Regions from separate parts of the Gossypium hirsutum genome. Here region 2 is linked to region 1. The links are chromatin contacts, called in public Hi-C maps. All regions are on one chromosome and are shown on one strand. The core of a region is the stretch at or near the end of the contact, and the rest is flanking DNA. Distances in the headings are between cores, read along the strand shown. Region 1 has its middle 86 kb from the start of LOC121228476. Region 2 has its middle 4.5 kb from the start of LOC121228003.

Region 1 (6,899 bases), core at 4,280-6,779:
ATGTGACATTATAGATCAAGAAAAATGAAGTTTGAACTTAGAACGGGGGAAAAATGAGTATTGGACGATTTGGTCCTTTTCGCCATTTTAGGTTGAGGTAAGTTCGTATGTTAATAAATGTTATTGTTTTTTTAATTATGCAATATTATTATATATTTTATTAAATTGTGAAAATTAAAGTAAACATTCGTATTGAGTAAAAACACAAGATCGATCACGATCGTTGCGTAGTGTAATATGAATTGACGGTAAAAGACCATGATTAGACCATGGCAATGTGCTAAGTGAAATAAGTCCATGGCATGGTGCTAAGTGAGAAATTTCTCGGTTGAACCTTAGGAATAAAATAACTTTGGACACAAGTGTGGTACTATGTGAAGGCCACTTTGTGAATATAATAGCTTTGAACACAAGTGTGGTACTATGTGAAGGCCACTTTGTGCATGAAATAGCTTTGGACACAAGTGTGGTACTATGTGAAGGCCACTTTTTGAATAAAATAGCTTTGGACACAAGTGTGTTATTATGTGAAGGCTACTTTGAAAATAAAATAGCTTTGGCTACAAGGGTGGTACTATGTGAAGGCCACCGTGCATCCGTTATTATTCCGACGTGTTCAACGGGAAATGACTAGGTGTAATTGAATATTACTATGTGATGAATAAGTGCAGGTACGTGTATGTAAGCTTATCAGCAATATGCTCGATATGTGATCGAACTTTGGTAAAATTGATATGGAGTAAATGTTACAATAAAATTTACTACAAAGAAAACATGAAAGAGTGAAATTTAGTAATAAAATAGTTTTGGACAGCAGCAGTTGTGTGACTTTGAAAATTCACCAAAAATGTTTCAAATCGAATTAGAGGTTGAATAAGATATTCAATTAAATATTATTGAGTCTATTTTCACATAAAAGAAACGTTGTAAGCAAAAAAAATTCATATTATGAGATATTTGAACTTTTGTGAGATAGGGTCAGAATGATTTCGAAATACCCCCTATTCTAATTTTGGAAAATCATTAAAAATTATATAAAAATAATTATTAGTTAGAGTTTATATTTTTAAAATTTTTATTGAGCCTATTTTTAATAGAAATAAACGAGAACATCATACGAATCTCATACAATGAGATAATTAATTTTTAGTGAAGAAGGGTTGAAACTGTCAAACAGCAGAACATGAGAGAATTTAAAGAATAAACTGTACTTATTGGCTAGACCAAAAATTCTGAAAATTTTATAGTAAGAGGATATGTGAGTCTAGTTTCAGGGAAAATTAGCTGATCTTAATTTGGAGTTACGTAGCTCAAGATATAAATAATTTAGTGACTGGGACTTGAGTAGATAGCTTGAGATGAACAAGACTAAATAGTGGAATGATGTGCAATTATGATTATATTATCTTGAGAACATATTGTGAGAATTGGTAAAAGCATGTTAATAAATTTCTTATTATTTACATACCAACTTACTAAGCTATATAGCTTACTCCGTTTATTTTCTGTGTTTATAATGTCCTTAGGTTAGCTAGGGGTTGGAAGTCGCCGGAGAACCTATCACACTATCAAACTAACAAATTAGGTATTGATGATTCTTATACTTAAGGTCATGGCATGTATAGGGGACTTGGTTATTTTTTTATATGTCATAATCGTTTTGGCCTAAAATGTTGGCCTATGCTATTTGAAAGTTCACTGTTGTGTAAGGCCATTTGATGTAGGTATATTGCCTATATTATAAGTCTATGATGATGCATTTCAAGGATGTGTATGCTTATATATGTGGATGAATGAGTGGTGATATCTATGTGTGACGTAAATTTGTACGCAACAACAAGTCAGATTAGTGCACAAGCTAGGGCCATGGCCATGCGAGCCACACAGCCATGTCCTAATATCACACGGGAGTGTGCCCCTATTTTTCATGAAATTTTTTGAAGTTTTCTAAAGTTATTGGTTTGGTCCTGAATTGTTTCCAAAGCATGATTTGGGCTTCGTAGGCTCATATTAAGGACTTTAAGATGAAATGTGAAAAGTTTGAAATTTGAACGCAAATTCATGACCTGGTTTTATACGATTGCATGTGTTTATGGAAGTCACTGGAGAACCTATCACACTATCAAACTAACAAATTAGGTATTGATGATTCTTATACTTAAGGTCATGGCATGTATAGGGGACATGGTTATTTTTGTATATGTCATAATAGTTTTGGCCTAAAATGTTGGCCTATGCTATTTGAAAGTTCATTGTTGTGTAAGGCCATTTGATGTAGGTATATTGGCTATATTATAAGTCCACGATGATGCATTTCAAGGATGTGTATGCTTACATATGTGGATGAACGAGTGGTGATATCTATGTGTGACGTAAATTTGTATGCAACAACAAGTCAAATTAGTGCACGGGCTAGAGACATGGCCATGCAAGCCACACGACCATGTCCTAATATCACACAGGAGTGTGTCCCTGTTTTTCATGAAAATTTTCAAAGTGTTCTAAAGTTCTCGGTTTGGTCCCGAATTGTTTCCAAAGCATGATTTGGGCCTCGTAGGCCCATATTAGGGACTTTAAGATGAAATGTGAAAAGTTTTAAATTTGAACTTAAATTCATGACCTGGTTTTATACGATTGCATGTGTTTATGTCCGGTGATGTCTCATACTCTGTTTCGGTGTCGAACACGGGTAAGAGGTGTTACATAACCCCTCTTGGGACTTATGGAAGGTGAAGGTAGACAAACCTTTTTGGGTATTTAATTTGTTTATTTATTAGAGTTAAAATATAATAATAAGAGTTAATTTAGTGTTTCCTAATATATTAAATTATTCATACAATTTTAAAAAATTATGATGTAGTACTTAAAAAATTACTTTTTAAAATCATATTAATTTAAGTTAAACTCTTTTATTAAATCTCAATCTTAAATCTTACGCCCACCAATAAAAAATAAAAAAAGTTGAAATTAAGTCGTGAGTCCTCTTCGAATTTATGACCTGTGAGGGTAGACGAATCCTTTTGGTATTTAATTTTGTCTCTTTTTTTTTGTTTATTAAAGTTAAAAAGTAATAATAGGAGTTAATTTGTTATTTCTTAATGTATTATATTATTCATACACTCTAAAATAATATGATGCAGTGTATTATTATTAGATGTCTAAAATATGACCTCTTAGAATCATTTTAATCTATGTTAAATTGTTTTTTTATTGGCTTTTGTGATGTTAAATTGTTTTTTTATTGGCTTTTGTGAAATCATTGATAGTTTGAATCTTAAATATTTACTTTTGTTGGATCTCAAAATATAATTAGTTTTGAGCATCAATTATAATTCAATTAAAATAATTATTATAAAATTTCAAAATTAAATGTTATCATGACTTTGATAGTGATTTGATTAATTGCATAAAATTTAAATTTATAATACTTATATATATATTTTTATACTTTAAAAATAATTAATTAGAATAATTTTTTATATATTAAATTATTAAAAATCAAACCTCCAATATATATTCCTAGTATATATATTCATATGAGTTTCATTTCTTATGCATAGTTTATTGTATTTAATAATTAACATATATTAAATTATTTTTAATTTAAAATTATTTATAAATATTTTAAATTAAAATTAATAATAATTAAATTAATTCATAAAATATTTTTCTAATTAAATTATTGTAAAAAATAATTTTTTTATTTTAATAAAAAATTTGAAGGCAATATAAATTATAAATGAATTTTCCTTTTAAAAACTACTTCAAATGAAATTTAAATAGAAATTATTTCCAATTAAGGAGTGATTTTAATTGTAATAGAAATATTTATATCTATTTCTAAATTAAAAAATTTATTATACATAAACTAGAAATTTTATCATATGTTTATGTGCGTGGAAATTATGTATTTGAAATATAGAAGTTAGTTTAAAAATAACATAAAATAAATAATAAAATATATGGGTTTAGAATTGAAGCCAGAAAATTCTTTTAGGATGGTCGAAATTAAATTATAATTTTTATAATAGTGCAAATATAATTTTTAAGAGATTAAATGAAAATTTTATCATTTTTAAGGAGTCAAAGTGTAATTTTACCTTTCCTAATTTAAAATTTTAAAAATTTTAGAAGACCAAAATGAAAAGTTCTCCATTTTAGGGGCCAACCCCCTGGATTCACCCCTATATGGGTTGGAACTAAATAATAATAACACATAAAATATGTACGGTATTAAAATAAGAAAAATTAGATTATATTATAAGTAACGCAAAATTTAAATATAAAAATACATCATAGTAATATTACTAAATGAATACAACTGTTTATTATAGTGTTGTCATCAATCCTTAGTTGGTTAGTTGGTGTAGAGTTAAAATATAACACCAACTCAATCAACAACATAATTAATATATACAATTGGTAGAGTTAATAAAATATGTATAATAAAATTAAAATGTACAAAAGAATTAAAATAAGATTTTGGTTAAGTGGTAAGTTTACAATTTTACTAATATAATTAGTGTGGGTTCAAATCCCAACATATGAATACTTTTTATTGTTTTTTAAATAAAAAGATTAAAGTATTACTAACTTATTTTAAATATAAAAAATATTTTATAATTTTTCCAATTGAATTGATAATTAATTAACTTGTGACATTCACTGAATAAAAATCTAAATAATAATATAAATTAGTATGTTGATATTATAATGAAGGAAGTGACTTATTATAATTCAAATATGTCAAGTATCATTATTTATTAGAAGTATTTGTATAGCTTACTATATATGTATACAGGCGTGTGATATTTAAGAATGGGTGGTTCAAGTCAATGCAGGTGAAAAGGGTTTGAGAAAATTAACATTCCTACCCTTGGCCCTTTTCATTCTTGTGACTTCGCCATATTCTCATCAAAAACAGAAAGTCAAATTTTAATGTTTTTAGAATTTCTTTTGGTAGGGATTTGAATCCTAAACTGGAATAAACCTAATTCAAAGTTTGGATGATTTTAGACAATTGGAGGTCTTTTTTAGAGATGAAGACCAAAATGTTTTTATGAATCCACAAAATGAAATAGAAGTAAAAAAAATTAATGCTGCTAGTGAGGACAATTGTCTTTGGTCGAGTTTCAAGATTTTTATTTTGGCAGTTCACAACTTTTTTCTTTATTTGGTTACAACTCAACAACCCGTTTTCTATTGCTAGTGCTTATCACAACAAACATTCATCCAAATTGCACTAATACATATATATGATGTGGATTATGATATTAAATTTCAAATTTTAGAAAAAGAGATTCTTTTAGGCAAATGGAAAAAGAGAAAAAAGAATGTGGATGCAAAAATACCAAAACAAGTGGGAGCGATAAGAACATGAGAGCCCACCACACCATTTGTGTTTGGAAAAGACTAAAATAGAGGAAATTGTATTTAAGCAAAAACACAAAACAACAATATGCACGGAGGGGATGGAGCTGACTGATGATATTGATGTTTTATTTTATTTTATTTTTTTAATTTCACATGTAAAGGACTCTTCACTATCAAATCAATACAAGGATAACTCTTTGAACTCACTAAAAGCTTGGTGGGCATGATCATTGTTGTCTCAAACTGACGATTTTGGACCACATTTATTTATTTACATACATATGTGGTCATCTTTTAGATATTGCATTCACATTGTGGGGACTTTGCATTACTTATATTTTTTTCTCACTATTCTTTTTCTTATTTACATAAAATTATTAAATGAAATAAAATAAATTTCTCCATTCTGTTTCAGAATTCATTTTTGAGTGCCATTCTTTTTAAAATATATATTGACACTGTTATAATTTGATGATTAATTTATAATTTTTTTATTAAATATATTACTAGAACCTAGGTATGTTATACCAAATGTATACACAAAGTGTCTGATCCTTTTTGAAAGGGATCAATCACTCTATAAAAATTATATTAACAACAATAAAACATGTTTGAACCTGACATTAATAAAACATGTTTCAACCTCACATGGTCCAACTCCTTGCCTATTTTTTCCCTAACCCATTTTATCATCAACGGATAATTTTATTTTTAAACAAATTTTTTATTCATATGTTGCTAATAATTTTAAACTTTCTTTTGGCGAAAGAAAAGAAAAATTACAACCAACTAAGTTATAACAAAGAGATTAGCCGTGAACACATGCGTCCCTTCTTCCATATTAAAGGCTATTTTAGTCATTTGATTTATTTATGTGTTTTTTTCTTTAGGAATATATTCAATTTAAGTATCTATTTTTTAATATTCTTCCGGAAGTAATGAATGCACTTGATTATCATTGATATTAATCTAAATTTAAATTTAATAAAATTTATTAATTAACTACGCAAATAGTAATTATAATTAATCTAAACCATGTTAAAATCATTTGTTAAGTATAGCTTAATGTCTATATCTGCAACATCCTTTAATCAATTTAGTTGAATTTCCTTAATCTAAATATTTCATCATTGCCATGATTTTTTTATTTGCTCAAAATAGTAAGAAAAATAGAAAAGACAGAAGTTTAGAGAGATTATGAGCATGAAAACTTCCATCATTAGTAATTTTAGCTTTAATTTCACATTTATTTATATATTTATTTAAAATGTTGAATTGTAATAGCATAAAAATAACTGTTACAATTTTTAATTTAAAAATAATTTGAAAGATTGCGACCTCGAGTTTACTTTAAATTCTAGGAAATTTCGGAAATCTTAATTATGGAAGATTAATATATATTTATAAAGAGTACTTTTTAAAGTACAATTATAAATAATACAAATTTAAATAATTATAATCTGATATTAAAAATAATAATTATAATTTGAATTAAATCAAGAAAAAAGAAAACTCATCTGCAATTT
Region 2 (6,431 bases), core at 3,726-6,225, 97 kb before region 1:
CATAATCCAACCTATACATGCCATAATTCGAGTTCAACTTATAAAGGTACCGAATGCAGTCGATAGTGTAATTGACTTTGCTGACAATCCCCAAGCTCGTATCATGAATCCAAAAATCTATAAAACAAAGACGCACATATACACAAAGTAAACTTTTATAGCTCAGTAAGTCATAAGCAAATAAGCAACCCAATAATATAATCAGCTCAATTTAAACTAAACCGAATTACATTATCATTCAACTTCAAAAGCCATAATGTCTTTATACAACCTATTATACCTATACTCATATACTTAAACTCAAAAAAAGAAAAAATCATAATATAGTATCATGAACTAATACTACTTATTTGGCCGAATATACAGACCATAGTCACAAATATCATTCATTTGCATCACACATGTTTTGTAATAAGTAATCAAGTTACATACTTACCTTATTCAAAGTAAACAACAAGATAATTCATATCTGGCCATTTAGCTCGTTATACACATCCGGTCACAACTTATCTTTTCCCGATGAACCATTCGGATTTGGATAGGACACTAGGATAATCACACAAATCATACAATGCCAACGTCCCAGACATGGTCTTACATGTAGTCACATATTGATGCCACTATCCTAGACAGGGTCTTACTTGCACACATATATCGGAGTCACATATCGATGCCATGGTCTTACTCGCGCACATATATCGGAATCCTATGTCATGACATATGTATCCTAACTATTCTTAAGGTTCATACGGGACCTTCGGACATCGTAACTCAGTCGAAACGAATGCATGAACAAGGTTACCATGCTTATACACATTCGGCAATAGCATATATAAATTCATATATTTTTTTCAGCATATATACTTTGTATTTAATTAAAATTAAGTACGTCTATTTGCTTATAAACTTACCTCGGACGATATAAAACGGAACGGGACAGCTAGTCGACAACTTTCGTTTTCCCCCGATCCAAATCCGATTTCTTTGGTTCTTAATCTAAACGTATTCAAATTAATCTCATTCAAACATCTTTTCATTCAATTTAGTCCAAAAACACATAAATGGGAAAATTACCATTTTACCCTGACATTTACACTTTTTACAATTTAGTCCCTATTACACAAAACACAAAATATGCAAAATTTCACTACACTCATGTTAGGCTGAATGTTACCCATATTCCTAAAATTCCATATATTTCATTTATTTCACATTTTAGTCCCTCAAATTATAATTTTTGCAATTTAGTCCTAATTACTCAAAATCATCAAAAACTCTAATACAAAACATGTTAATCTAAAACATATATTTCATATTTCATCATCAAACAACAAAAATCACAAGCTCTCAACAATGGCACAACTCAAAATATTCATCAAAATTGAAAATTCAAGCATAGGTCTTGAAGATAACTTAGCAACGATATCATAAACGTAAAAATTATCAAAAACTGAGCTAAACACATACCTTGATTGAGCTTAAAAGATGGCCGAACCCTAGCTTCTTTTATTTCTTTTCTTATTTTGTTTTTCGGAAAGAAGAGGACATATGACAGCTTATTTTTAATTATGGTATATTATAACATATAATAACATTTTACTTCATTACTTATTTAACCTTTATTATTAAATTATAAAACCATTATAACCATGACCATTACAGTCCACTTTACTTACCAATGGGCTAATTGCAACATAAACCCTCCACATTAAAAGAACAACCACTATTCGGCCCTTTTAAAAATAACCACCAAATTTTCATTTTACGCGATTAAGTCCTTTTATTAAATCGGACACTCAAACGACAAAATAAAATCACGAAAATCTCACACACACAAATTCACACATAATAAACATAGAAAATAATTTTTAAAATATTTTTTGACTCGGATTCGTGTCCCGGAACCATCATTCCGACTAGGGTCTAAATCGGGCTGTTACATCTCAGACATGGCCTTACACGATATCACATCTCGGAATCGTATGTCATGACATATGTATCCTATTCTATTCCTATGGTTGTTACAGGATTTTCAGACGTTTTAACACTGTCGATGCTTTCTTAATTTCACATATTCATCTTCCATGGCCATTCATTACATTTCAATATCATATAAGCATGAATAAATCAATTCAAATACATTTATTTGAATATGAGCTTACCTCGTAGTCGAAATAGACGGACAGAATCGACTATTCGTCAACTTTCGTTTTTCCCCGATCTAGATTCGATTTCTTTCTTTCAGGATCTATATGTATGCAAAATTAATCTATTTAATCACCAATTCAAATAATTTCATTCACAAACACATAATTTAACCAATTTGCACTCTGGCCCTAAACTTTTACATTTCTTGCACTTTAGTCCTCATTTCAAAAAAATCACAAATTACACAATTTCTTTCTAATTTCATGCTAGCTAAATTTCATACAGCTTCATATCATCGCATATTTTCATTTATTTCACACATTTAACCACACATTTTACACTTTTCTTAATTTAATCCCTATTTGACAATTTTTTTGTCAAAAATCACTTAACAAAACTTTAATATCTTACATCAAGCTTTCATAATTTATCAACAATCATTTAAAAGCTCAAGCATTCGTCAATGGAAACTCAAAATTTCATCAAAAAATATCAGAAATTAAGGTACGGGCTAGCTAGTACTCAAAGCAACGATCACAAAAACATAAAAATCATTAAAAACTGAGCAAAATACATACCTCAATTAAGCTTATCAATGGCTGAACCCTAGAAACATGAAAAATGGTTTCTTTCTTCTTTAATTTTGGCTAAGTATAATGAATGATGAAACAAAATTTGATTTTGTTTTAATTATAATAACTTAATAATCAAATTACCATTTTATCCATTAATTAAAACTACCAAAATTCATGATATAATGCCCATTAATGTCCATTAAAATTATCAATGGGTTAATAAAATCATAAGGACCTCATAAATAACAAACCATAGCAAATAAATGCTTTTAACTTATAGCATGCCACTTTTTCATTTTACGAAATTAAGTCATTTTTCTCAAATTGAGCTATTAAACGATAAAATTAGCTCACGAAATTTTCACACATACATATTCACATGCTGTAAACACATAAAATAATATTAAAATAATTTTACGACCTCAGATTTGTGGTCCCGAAACCACTGTTCTAATTTAGCTAAAACCAGGTTGTTACACGGATAGGCATACCGGCATGTGCCTAGGCCATGTGTGACACATGATCTGCCCCATGGGCATGTGATCCGGCCATGTGTCCCATGCACCTTAGTTTTTAAAAGCAAAATGCCAAGTAGTAAGCACACGGGCATGAGACACGGCCATGTGTCTCGGCCGTCTAAGAGACACAACCTTAGGACATGGGCATGTGCCCATGCCGTGTGAAGCCTGCACCTTAATTAGGAAAATTAAATTTGCCACACGGCCTAGCATACGGGCGTGTGCCTTGGCCATGTGACCTTATTTCGTTGATGATGTCATAAATAGAGAGTTACACGGACTGTGGACATAGGAGTGTCCCAAGCCACACGGGCGTGTGTGACCACACAGCCTACCCACACGAGCGTGTGACCCTCCAAAGCATGAAAATTTTCTAAGTGTTGTAAAATTTTTGAAAGTTCTAGGTTTAGTCCCGAACCACTCACAATGTATGTTTTGGGCCTCGTAGGCTTGTAATAGGGACGATATGAATGTATATGAAAATTTTTAATTTGGATGGAGATTAATGTCTCAGTTCTACAAGATTGCTTGTGTATAAGTCCAGTAATGCCTCGTACCTTATTCCGGCGTCGAATACGGGTAAGGGGTGTTACATCAATTGTTCCAATAATTTTGTGCTCTAGTAAAGTGGAAATTTCTTAGCTAGTAAACAAGTATTTATAATCTTTTTGTTTCTTGTAGTCAATTTCTATAGGCACGATCCTTAGAATACTTCCAAAGTATTTCAAGGTGAAATTTTTTACACTATAATTTGACTTTGTTATGCTTGTAGAATACTCGTGCTTTATTGCTTGATTATGTTTTAAGAGCTTTAACCTACGTGAGTCACATACCAACTTTACACTCACTACCTTGAGAGCACAAGTGTTAAACCTATCAAAGTATATAAGTCATACATGCACATTGTCATTCACTTGCTCATGATTAGTTTAGATTAACTACTAATACAAGTTTTCTACTTACATTACAATCCAACCATGTAATACAACTTAATATTAGTTAAACCTTAAGTAATCAGTGAGACAATATTTTATTATATATTTTGATTTATATGCAAAAATCATTAAGTACATTCATACAAAGATTATTAAATAATCACGTGAAAATATTTATTTATTCAATCAATTCAATTCAAAATTTTCAAGTAGACAATAATGAAATATCTATACCAAAAGCACAAACCGTAACAAGTAGTTCACTCAATACCAACTTTAGAAAATGCAACTTACTTTTATAAAAGTAGTGTAGAACAAACTAGCCATATTTTAGAACATCTCAACAAAATACATGATTTGATGAATATCCAAATTATTTAATCACCTCGTTATGCTCAAGTCAAATAATCACAATTATCACATCATAAGGAAAAGTGATAATCCCACAAAATATGAACTCTAATGATATCTAGTTTCGTTTTACAAGTAAATCATATATTTATGATTTTATCTCAAAATAAACAACAAATAATAAAAGTATTTCATGTCATATTTCTTTTTTTGATAAAATCATAGATATTCCCATTTTTTTATGATATGAGCTTTAATCTTTTCGAAATAGGGTGGTATTTCATTCTAAAATCGCCGTAGTGCATATATATAATAAAAATATCTTTTGCAAGATCATAAATCACAACAATTAACAATTTAACATTGCCTCTAAGCAATTTTTAGTGCTTAATGGTCCAAAAGGGATGCTAAAGTCATCGCACTCTTGGGAGCCCATTATAGACTATAGTTGGGCTATTACTTTACTTCCGAAGAGACTCTTGGCAACCATCTCATATTCAAGACCAAGATTAACAATGTTCTCATAATTTTGTTCATGCTACCCATGATGTATATTATTTGAATTTAAATATTTAGAAAAAAAAAAGAGTATATATACATCGGTTAAAATATTAAAAAAATATTCTGAAAGTTTATTTTATTTTATTTAAAATAAGCTCTTGTTCTTTTTATGTATCAAATAAGCCATTATTAGGAAAAAAAAAGTTGTTCTTTTAAAAATAAAAGAATAATTTAGGTACAAATTTAAATGTTAAAAATTTATTTAAGAACAAAGTAAAGATTACAAACTTATTTCAATGCAATAAAAGTATAGATTTATTTTATGGCGGATTTTTTTTTTCTAAACTAAAACCTTACAATTTTTTTTCCTTTTTTTCTCGTTGGGCCCAACAAAGAAATCAAAATCATAAAAAGAGAGTTGGTTGAAGTTTTGCAGTCAAAGTCTTTATTTAGTTTATCTTACAAATCTAATGTAAGCCTAAGAAAAAGGTAATAATGATAGAATTTGCTCAACTAGAATACATCAATATCCAAGGGAGTAAAGGGGACCCCTCCATTAGCCTTTTCCTCCCCTTGACTTGTGATGGAAGTAGTTCCCTAAGTATTGATCAAGTGGTGTGATGATAAAGATGATTAGGAGATCTATATTGGCCACATTCTTATAATTAGTTTACTTTCTCAACTTTTTAAAGCAAAACCAAAAGGAAATTAGGAGATCTATCTTTTTCTCTCCTCCATCTTAATTCCAAATTCTCAGTCATAAGAAATGCTATATTAAGGAAGTAAATTTACAAACTTAGATTTCCGTCTTCATGTCTTTTGCTAATTAAAAATCAATTACTTATCTGTTATTTCTTCAATATGTTTATGAAGAGTCATTTCATGTAATGATGTGAACAAAATTATGAAATCTTAAAAAAAAAAACATAAATTCAAAGCTTAACTCGATTAGTTCATTCTATAATTGGTATCTAACAAGATTGAATTTGAGTTTTAATGTTTACAATATATTTTTTTTCAAGATCACAATATTTTTATGCAAAACTTAATTTTAATGATGCCAAATAAATTTTAATACTAATAAAACAAATGAATATCATAGATACAAACAATTATTCACACAAACATGAAAATCTTGAATTTAGAGCTAATAACCATGGGAGTGTAAGTCTTGAAGATTAAAGAGAAGTGGTTACTTTATATTTTAATTAATATTTTGGTTTAAAAACAAAATAAATTGGTCATAAAGGACTTAAACGAATAAATATCACTATAAAGATGATGAATTATTGTAACGAGAATTGTGTACTTTACGCAGTTACACACACAAGCACAAATGTAGTTACTTATGATACATATATGTCAGGAAGTGTCGACCAAGTGAATAGTATACACTTTATTAT

Evidence for each region. Hi-C and Micro-C count contacts between places; a contact is called where the count stands out from the background.
Region 2: a contact with region 1 is called in a Hi-C map of leaf, with 2.0 times the contacts expected there. The contact joins two enhancer-like sites. A contact is called at or near these places in 4 of 34 Hi-C or Micro-C datasets (callus and leaf).

Annotation. Positions count from the first base shown.
Region 1 is chrA04:23,823,026-23,829,924 of Gossypium_hirsutum_v2.1, reverse strand. No RefSeq gene overlaps it. Among protein-coding and RNA genes, the nearest start is that of LOC121228476, 86 kb to the right of the region's middle. Within about 2 kb of position 5,529, at least 2 of the 9 cell types and tissues checked have an H3K27ac peak or open chromatin away from gene starts, as enhancers often do. A contact at or near this core is called in leaf, where this site is marked.
Region 2 is chrA04:23,919,680-23,926,110 of Gossypium_hirsutum_v2.1, reverse strand. No RefSeq gene overlaps it. Among protein-coding and RNA genes, the nearest start is that of LOC121228003, 4.5 kb to the right of the region's middle. Within about 2 kb of position 4,975, at least 1 of the 9 cell types and tissues checked has an H3K27ac peak or open chromatin away from gene starts, as enhancers often do. A contact at or near this core is called in leaf, where this site is marked.